Linked DNA regions of Gossypium hirsutum: all the other regions are linked to region 2. The links are chromatin contacts, called in public Hi-C maps. All regions are on one chromosome and are shown on one strand. Each heading gives the region's core, a stretch centred on a gene start, on an enhancer-like site or on the middle of the called end of the contact. The rest is flanking DNA. Distances are from core to core; before and after follow the strand shown. Region 1 holds the start of LOC107911714 (pyridoxal reductase, chloroplastic). Region 2 holds the start of LOC107954611 (rab GTPase-activating protein 22). Region 3 has its middle 6.0 kb from the start of TRNAL-UAG.

Region 1 (2,710 bases), core at 93-2,592, 250 kb before region 2:
TACCTGAGCTGAGCAGAGTGGGACTCCTCGGGCTTTAAGGTAATCATGAATCTTTACGAGCTGTTTGGGTCCATAATTGCTAACTCCAACAGCTTTAACTAAGCCCTGCAAATTATATAAAGTAGATTTTCTTCTTATATGTTTGTTATGTAGAATGTAGGTCTCTTAACTTTTTGCAGTTCAAGTTAATTCTTGGACAAACTTTCATATATGCTAATGAAATATGATGATCTCATTTTATAGTAACTGAAATATCATATTTTGGTTAACCTTCTCATACATTGCCACTAAACCATTCCAAAGTGCCAACTCTTGTGGGGGAGCATAGTTTGCAGTAGACCAGTGTAATTGTCCTATTCCGATTTGTTCAATCTGCATTCGATCCCGAGAGGCCCTGGAAAAACAGTTCTTAATCAAATTTAATGACCACAACCTTTCAGCCAATTGTGCCACAAAGAGGATCACTTTTATGGAACCCATTGAACAGCAAACCTGCAAGCTTGAACAAATTGCCCTGATGTTAGACGCCATGGGTAAGCTGCAAACTTTGTGGCAATCACAATCTCATCTCGTATCCGTTTTTCCCCTGAGATTGCAAACAATATTCAAACTTAAATATCAGAATGGTAAGATTAACAATCTCTATTGTAATATAGGGATCCTGGTCTTTATCAGCTATTGTGATTTGTAAAACCCACATATAAAGATTGAAAAAGAAATTTAACCAACCTTGAAATTCTCTAATGAACTTCCCTAAAAGCTTTTCACTCTGTCCGTTGAGTCTGCCAGTCCCATAAGAATCGGCGGTGTCAAAAAGATTGATGCCATTCTCCACGGCAAGATTAAAAACCTGTTGAAGTTGAGAATCCATTGAAGGTTGGTAACCCCAGAGAAGCTGGTTTCCCCATGCCCACGTCCCAAACCCCATTGGAGAAACAGTCAAAGGACCCATTTTCACCTGCCCAGGAAAACCCATCACTGAAACACATGTAGACCGGATAATATCAAAATAGAAAGGAGAACCTGTACTCGAGTGTAGACATGGTTAAGAACTGGAGGGATTACCTTTTGCCATGGCCAGAAGAGAGGGGGCTTGAGAGACTTGAAAGGTGAAGATGGGGGATAGAATTGATTAGAAGCACTGAGACAGATAATGCAAGCTGACGGGACTGAGTTTGAGAGAGCCATCGCCATGTTCTCATACACTCTAGCACTTGAGAAAAAACATAAAAGTCAGTGGAGTGCATTGTTAGTTACGGTTATGCCTTCTTGTGGTTTTTGTTTTTTTTTTTTTTTCTGAGCGAAGCCTTCTTGCGGTTGGAATTGAAACTTGGAAAGATCATGCATGGTCGTTGCTTGTATTTCTTTTATAGGTATAATGACTTTACTCATTTTGTAATTTTATTCTTTTATTTTATTTATTGTCATTTTGGTCCTCAACCTTTAAAATTTAGTCAATTTACTTGCTTTTGGATGAAAAATTTACTGAACCGCTAAAATTCTAACGGCATTGATGTGGTCACTCGTGTGGAAATCCACGTATAATTCATAAAAATTCAAAAAATAAAAAATTTAAAAAAAAAAAATTTTAAAAATCATAAAAATTTTTAGAAAATTTATCCATTTTAGTAATGAAGTATACGTGAAATATCACATGAGTTACCATGTCAATATTATTGAATTTTAACAGTTCAGTTAGTTTTTTCTGTCCAAAAGCAAATAATTTGACTACATTTTAAAGGTTAAGGACTAAAATAACTAATAAAAAAATACCAAAATGAAAAAAAATCAATAAATGTTAGATGTTAAATTTATTTTTATAATTTTTTTAAGAGGTCAAGAAATTGGTAAAGGTTTGGATTTTGAATTCTGCATAGGTTTTATATGATCATAACAACTTGTTTGGTACATTTAAATTTAATTGTTAAAATGTCTGTTGTTTTAACACGGTTGTTCATTACCAAGGTGGTTATTTGGTCGGTTTTTTTGTGGCTAGGGGTTTGTCTTGTTCGGGCGTTTTCTGTGGTGGATATATAGGTCGTGGCGTTGTCCTTAGATGGTGGTGAAGATAAAGCGTGACAACTTCATGCTGATGAAAGGGTGACTACAACTGATACAAGCCTTTGTTTGGTTAAGACTTTCTTGACTGCTATGTTATTAAATTCTAGACTATACACACGACTTTGGCCACTCTTTGGCATCCTCATGGAAGAATTTCAATATCAGATCTGGGTGAGAAAGGATACCTATTCGAATTCTATTATGCCATTGATATCAATAGGGTGATAGATGGCAACCCATGGACGTTTAATAAGCATATCCTGGTTTTATATAAACAAAAATCGGGGGAGGATCCATTAAGGGTGCCATTGTACTCTGTCAATTATTGGGTTCAGATTCATGATCTTACGATGGGATTGATGTCTGAAAGTATGGCAAGGTAGTTTAGGGCCTTCTTGGGATCTTTTATGGATTATGAAGCGAAGTTAGTTAGTAGGGGTTTTTGGAGAGTATATGCAGATTTGGGTATAGATTGACATTCAAGCACCTTTGAAAAGGAGGAAGAAGATCGCCTTGCCACATGCTCATTCCATTTATGCTAGATTCTAATATGAACAACTGTCACTCTTCTATTTTTTATGTGGTCGTTTGGGGCATGGTTAAGGCTTCTACCCTGTTCAGATTGTATATGGCAAGAAGGAGATACCAT
Region 2 (2,816 bases), core at 28-2,527:
GCTTGTTTTAAGCTCGATTATGTGGTATGTACATGTGTTATATTTATATGAGTTTCTATGGTTAGATAGTTTTTTTGAACTCGGTTAATGTTTGAATCATGAAGTGTTAATGTTCAAAAGTGAGGATGTATGTTTTGGTAACTTGTGTCACTTTGTGTTTGACATTTTAAATGGTAAGATTAGTATGAAATGAGGTAGTAAATGTGATGATAAGGAATGGTAAAATGTATTGATGAGTATATTGAATTGATTAAGCAAATTGTTATGTTTTGTTGTTCAAATGAAGACATGTTTGATAGATTGAATTGAGATAATGTTGTGAGGTTTTTGATATGTATTATGACATGTTTTATGTAGGTGGAATGTTGTGCTAAGTGCACCAAATGTGGAAAATGGTTTGGTTGGTTGAAGTAGGCACCAAAAGGTCTATTTTGTGCCAAAAATAGAGTTCACGTTACGAAGTCTAGCAATGATCGTTGCGATGAGATTTGGGTTGTGGACCATGGAATGGCAAGGAATCCCATCGGCACAATAAGGCAAGTCAGACGGTCACGTCGTGACGTTGTTTTAAAATTTTGAAAATGTTGCAATTTGGTCCTAACACGATTCCGGGAAAACTTCAAAGCATTATTTATGATCTGTAATGGTTGTGTTTGCATTATTTATGTTTTAAAGTGAATCTTAATTGTCTGTAGTTGCTCCGTTAATGACTGTAGCATTCCGTAGCTCGAACCTAGCGATTGAGATGGGCGAGGGGTGTTACAAATTTGATCCGACCTGACTCATGAACATCTCTACTAAGAATAAGAGTTTTTGGATTTTTAATTAAAAAAAAGGATTTTAACTAAAAATTATTATAAAATAGAGAGAGATGGGGAGAATAAAGAACAAAGAAATATGAAAGTAATAGATAATGTACTTTATTAATCAAAAGGGGTGATTACAATGCTTCATAAGAGTCTCTATTTATAAGCATAAGAAGAATAAAAGAAGTAGAGATCTAATTCTAATAACTATTAGAATTTAAAGTATATTAAAATTTTATTTTGATCATGATGAACATCCACTTAATAAGATATTTATAACAAAAATAACATAAACTGGTGTGGAATTTTTATAAAAAAAATTTTATTAAGCGGGACTTATGAGGAATAATTTTTGAATTAAAATATAGAAGTAGAAGCAATATAAAAGTAATAAACAGATTTTGGATTGATTGTGGCGGTGATGAAAATATATTTAACCCAAAGGTTTTATGGTTAATTTGCATTTGGAAACAAATGGAATTCAAAAAAGAAAAGGAGAAATAATAAAATAATAAAGAAAGCGAGAAGGGACCAATACTTAACAGCGGAAATAATTAGCGTAGGTAGTAGAAACAATCTGAAATCAAATCTTTCAGTTTGAGAACTCTTCTCTCTCTGAGCAGCTATGTAGTATGGAGTCGAGTCTAGATAGGCACATAACTCAAATACACCTTTCTTTCTCGATTCATTCATTGGGCGGGCGGCCGAATAAACCAAAACCCAATCAGGAAAACATAATAAAAGAAAGGAGCTGTTGAGATTTGAGAAAGCAAAGCAGTCAACAAAGCTAAAAAGAAAAAGAAAAACTCAAGAGGAAGAAGTTAAAAGGAAGGGGTAGGTCGGGCATCTTGCTTTGGTTTCCTCCACCTCAAGCCTTCCATGCTCCCCTCAGCCAACAACAGCCCTACCGGAATCCACCACTTTGGCGGCGGCGGAGGAGGATTCTGGTCCTCTGTACCCATGCCGCCCTCCAAAACTACCGTCGCCGTTACTGCTGTTGCCGGCCTCGCTCTCTTTGCCGCCATTTTCTTCACTACTACTAGGTAAAAAGAAAATCCCTCCTCCCCCCCCCAAAAAAAAAGTGAACTGATCGATCATTCAATGCTTAACGGTAAAAGCAAATCTCCGAAACCCCTAGTACCGGTTCGTAGTAAGAGTAGTCGATAAGAATCAAACTCTAATAGATGAGAGCTCTTAGAAGAAGTCAGACTTCATCTTCATCTCCGAACTCACCTTCACCTTCACCCTCTTCGTCATCGTCATCGTCATCATCTTCATGGATTCATTTGCGTTCGGTTCTATTCGTTGTTACCTCTTCTTCCCCAGTTTCTTGTTCTTCCTCTGATCGGTGAGTCCTCGTCCCCTTTCTTCTCCCTTTTTCCCTCAAACACTTGCTCGTTTCAGTAATCTCTTGTTAGATTTTCGATTCAGATCCCGATCTCCTGTCTCAATTCTTTCCCCTTTGTATAAGTTCGAAACTATTTGTTTCCTTGTTTGCCTTGCTTCCTTTTTTTTTCATTTAGATTCTTTCTACTCCCCTTAAAACTTTTTCTCTTTTCGCTAATTAGGGTTTCTGCTTCTTGTTTGTTAGTATTTCCAGTCATTTTTGCTCCATTTTTTGGTTGTTTATTTCAAATTCTAATATTTTCTTTGCTTTACTTATTTTTTTTTGAATCTGTGTTAATGTGACTTGGCAACCTTATTTTTTTAACATATTTTTTTATCGTTGACTAAGGCTGCCTTTAGACTGCTTCAATCTGCTAGGATTTTATTCATGATTATGACTTTCTATTGTTGATATATTTGAATATTAACACTCATAATCAACAGAAACTGATAGACTTCGAAAAAGAATAAGAAATACTCTAGTTTTAAATAGATGAGAAAGTAGATTATGGTTCTCCCTTTTTCAATCAACAGCTTGAAGTTATCCCTTTTAAAATTGGAAAATTAGAGAGAATCATATTCAGATGAGGAGTCCATTCCTCTCTTTTCTTCAACCCAAATCCT
Region 3 (2,700 bases), core at 38-2,537, 130 kb before region 2:
CGCCGCTAATGCTCGGGTCTTTAGCAGCGTTTTTGAATAAGCGTCGCTAATGCTCTATTTTTAGCAGCGTTTTTGAAAAAGCACCGCAAAAAATATTTTATCTGTCTATTTATTATTTAATTAGTTTATTTATATTAATTAAAATTCAAATTATTTTTAATTGAATATTCAAAATCTTCAAAAAAAATAATGACACGTAGAAATAATTTGAAATAAAAAACATAGAAAAATATTTGTTAAAAATGGAAAAATTAAAATACTGTTATTTAAAATAATTTTTAAGTTTTTTGGGTACATTACTGAGTGTTTTTTAATTTACATATTAAAAAATTTCTTATATAATCGTAAAAGAGATAGTATTAATTTTAAAATATTGAATTAATTATCACTATAGTTTAGGGTTTTTGGTTTAGGGTATATGATAAATTTAAGATTTAAGGCCGCTTTAGGAGTTAATAGTGTAAGGTTTAAGGAGTATGGATTTAGGGTTTATGCATTAGGGATTATAGTTTAAGGGTTGGGATTTAAGGTTTAGGGGTTAAGGGTTAAGGGTTAGGGGTTAGATTAGTTAGTTTTTTTAATTTATATATTAAATATGTTCTTATATAATTGTAAAAAAGATAATAATAAATTTACTATATTGAAATTAAATTATTTAAGAGATATATAATAGATAGACTTTATATGTATTAAATGGTTAATTTAGGGTTTAAGGTTAATGTTTACTTGAGATTTGTTAAATGATAAAATTTTATACAATTAATTAATGCTTTTATATTTAAAAATATTTAATCTAAACCATTTGATATATTTAAATATTAGTTTAATTAGAATTAATAAATAAGTTAAAAAAAGTAATAGATTGATATGGATTATAGGTAATTATTTAATTTAATAGGACCAGATTATAAGAAATAAAAATAAAATACAAAAATAAAAATGAAATAAAAAACTAAAATTTATAATTTTATCTAATTCTTATAAATATTACTTAAAAAATTTAAGAATTATTTATTTAAAATTTATATGAAAGATACAATAATTGAATATAAAAAATATGTGAGTTTTAGAGGCGTTTTTAGCAAAAAACACCGTTACTATATACAAACGGCGTCGTTTTGTTCAAAATAAAATAATTTTTTATGGCGTTTTTAGTTTAAAAAATAATTTAAGCAATAGCGGTGTTTGCCGCAAAAAATAATTTTAGTTTAAAAAAATGACACCATTTCCCCAAAAACAAAGCAAAACCGACATCGTTTCAAGAAAAGAAAAAGGGCGCCGTACCAAATCTATAGGTCAAACAACCCCCCTCTTATAGTTAAAAAGCTCTCATTTTTCAACCAAATCCAAACCCTAAACTACGCTTCTCCCAATTTCTTATTCATTTTGAGGTTTGAGCAGATCGATCAATTCCAGAGAAGTCACTCAAGGGCTGGGATTCCCTTCAACTCAATGCTCTTTTTTGATGATGAGGATAGGAACATACAAGCTGTAAGAACGAGTTTTCCTATCATCTCGAATTTCCTAATTTTTTTTGTTTTTGCTCTGCTCACTTGCTCGTATTTTATGACATTCCGACTCTTCATTTTTCTTGAAACACCCATGTCTAGCACTTGTATCCAGTACATATATGGATATGAATATGGTGGGAATTTGACCCTCCTAGATCTCTCCAAGCATATGAAAAACTTGGGAAATTTGAGCATGTGTTGGACAAATACCTGTTTAGGATATTCACATCTGAATCTGAGTAACATACTTAGTATTTCATGGAGTCGGATATTAGGATCTTACATGTTTATGCATTGTGGTTTTAAGGATCTTTTTACCTTTTCTTTGTTATGGTTATTGGTAAGGGTTGCCTTGGCATTATGCTTTGTTTCACTTAACAGTATTATCTAATGTTGGCCCTTGGTCATCGGTATCAGAAAGAAACCAAGATTGTTTTACAAATTATGCGGTGGAAACTTTTTGAAACCACATTCAGTATTATAAATTTAAAATGGTCTTATATGTATACCATCTTTGAATGTCGACTTCTACAGAATCCTATCTTATGATTCTCCCAGTGATGCAGGTTAGTTATTTTTCATCCATTCTTACGAAGAATGAATGAAAGCTGATTGTTTTTATTTTTATTTATAAGTGAGGGGGTGTCCAAGATGAAACTTAGTACTTAAATGTTAATCATGACTTAATTTTAACGGATGCTCGGTTGGCTATTATTTTTTATCTTTTTAATTTCTCTTTTGTTATGTCTACTGGACTTGCAGCAGCAATGCTACTATTGTGAAACTTAGTAGTTAAATTCAGTTATGGCCGGTCTAAAGGTTATGGCTTTGTAAAGTTTAGTGATGAAACTGAACAAATTCGTGCAATGACTGAAATGTATGGGATTTATTGTTCAACTAGGGCAATGCGGATTGGACCAGCTGCTAATAAGAAGCCTGTCACTGATCAGCAGTATCAGAAACATAGACTCTTGTGGTTTATTTCAAGTTATACTTTATCTTGATTGCCTTATGAAGTTTGTTTGGTTGTGTATAGTTTTTATTTGCAATGATTTATGCGTGAGTGCTTTGACTTGACAAGTTGACTGCTAGTTGGTTATTGTGTTTTTGTTTATTGGTTTTAATTTTCTGAGGTGGATCTGTTACAATCTTCTTAAAATTCAAGTTCTTTCAGTTATGCACTTGAAGA

The links. A called contact is a pair of places that touch in the nucleus more often than the background predicts.
Region 1: a Hi-C map of leaf shows a contact between it and region 2, with 2.2 times the contacts expected there. The contact joins the promoter of LOC107911714 here to the promoter of LOC107954611 in region 2. A contact is called at or near these places in 2 of 34 Hi-C or Micro-C datasets (both in leaf).
Region 3: a contact with region 2 is called in a Hi-C map of leaf, with 2.2 times the contacts expected there. The contact joins the enhancer-like site here to the promoter of LOC107954611 in region 2. A contact is called at or near these places in 15 of 34 Hi-C or Micro-C datasets (callus, fibers, hypocotyl and 1 more).

What each region holds. Positions count from the first base shown.
Region 1 is chrD08:32,693,592-32,696,301 of Gossypium_hirsutum_v2.1, forward strand. LOC107911714 (pyridoxal reductase, chloroplastic) reads right to left here and starts at 1,343. Exons shown (of 8, transcript XM_016839614.2): 1 at 1,066-1,343; 2 at 730-958; 3 at 493-586; 4 at 271-394; 5 at 4-105. The coding sequence starts at 1,194.
Region 2 is chrD08:32,945,006-32,947,821 of Gossypium_hirsutum_v2.1, forward strand. It overlaps LOC107954611 (rab GTPase-activating protein 22), which reads left to right and starts at 1,278. Exons shown (of 5, transcript XM_016890220.2): 1 at 1,278-2,154. The coding sequence starts at 1,991.
Region 3 is chrD08:32,816,719-32,819,418 of Gossypium_hirsutum_v2.1, forward strand. No RefSeq gene overlaps it. Among protein-coding and RNA genes, the nearest start is that of TRNAL-UAG, 6.0 kb to the left of the region's middle. Within about 2 kb of position 1,288, at least 7 of the 9 cell types and tissues checked have an H3K27ac peak or open chromatin away from gene starts, as enhancers often do. A contact at or near this core is called in fibers and leaf, where this site is marked.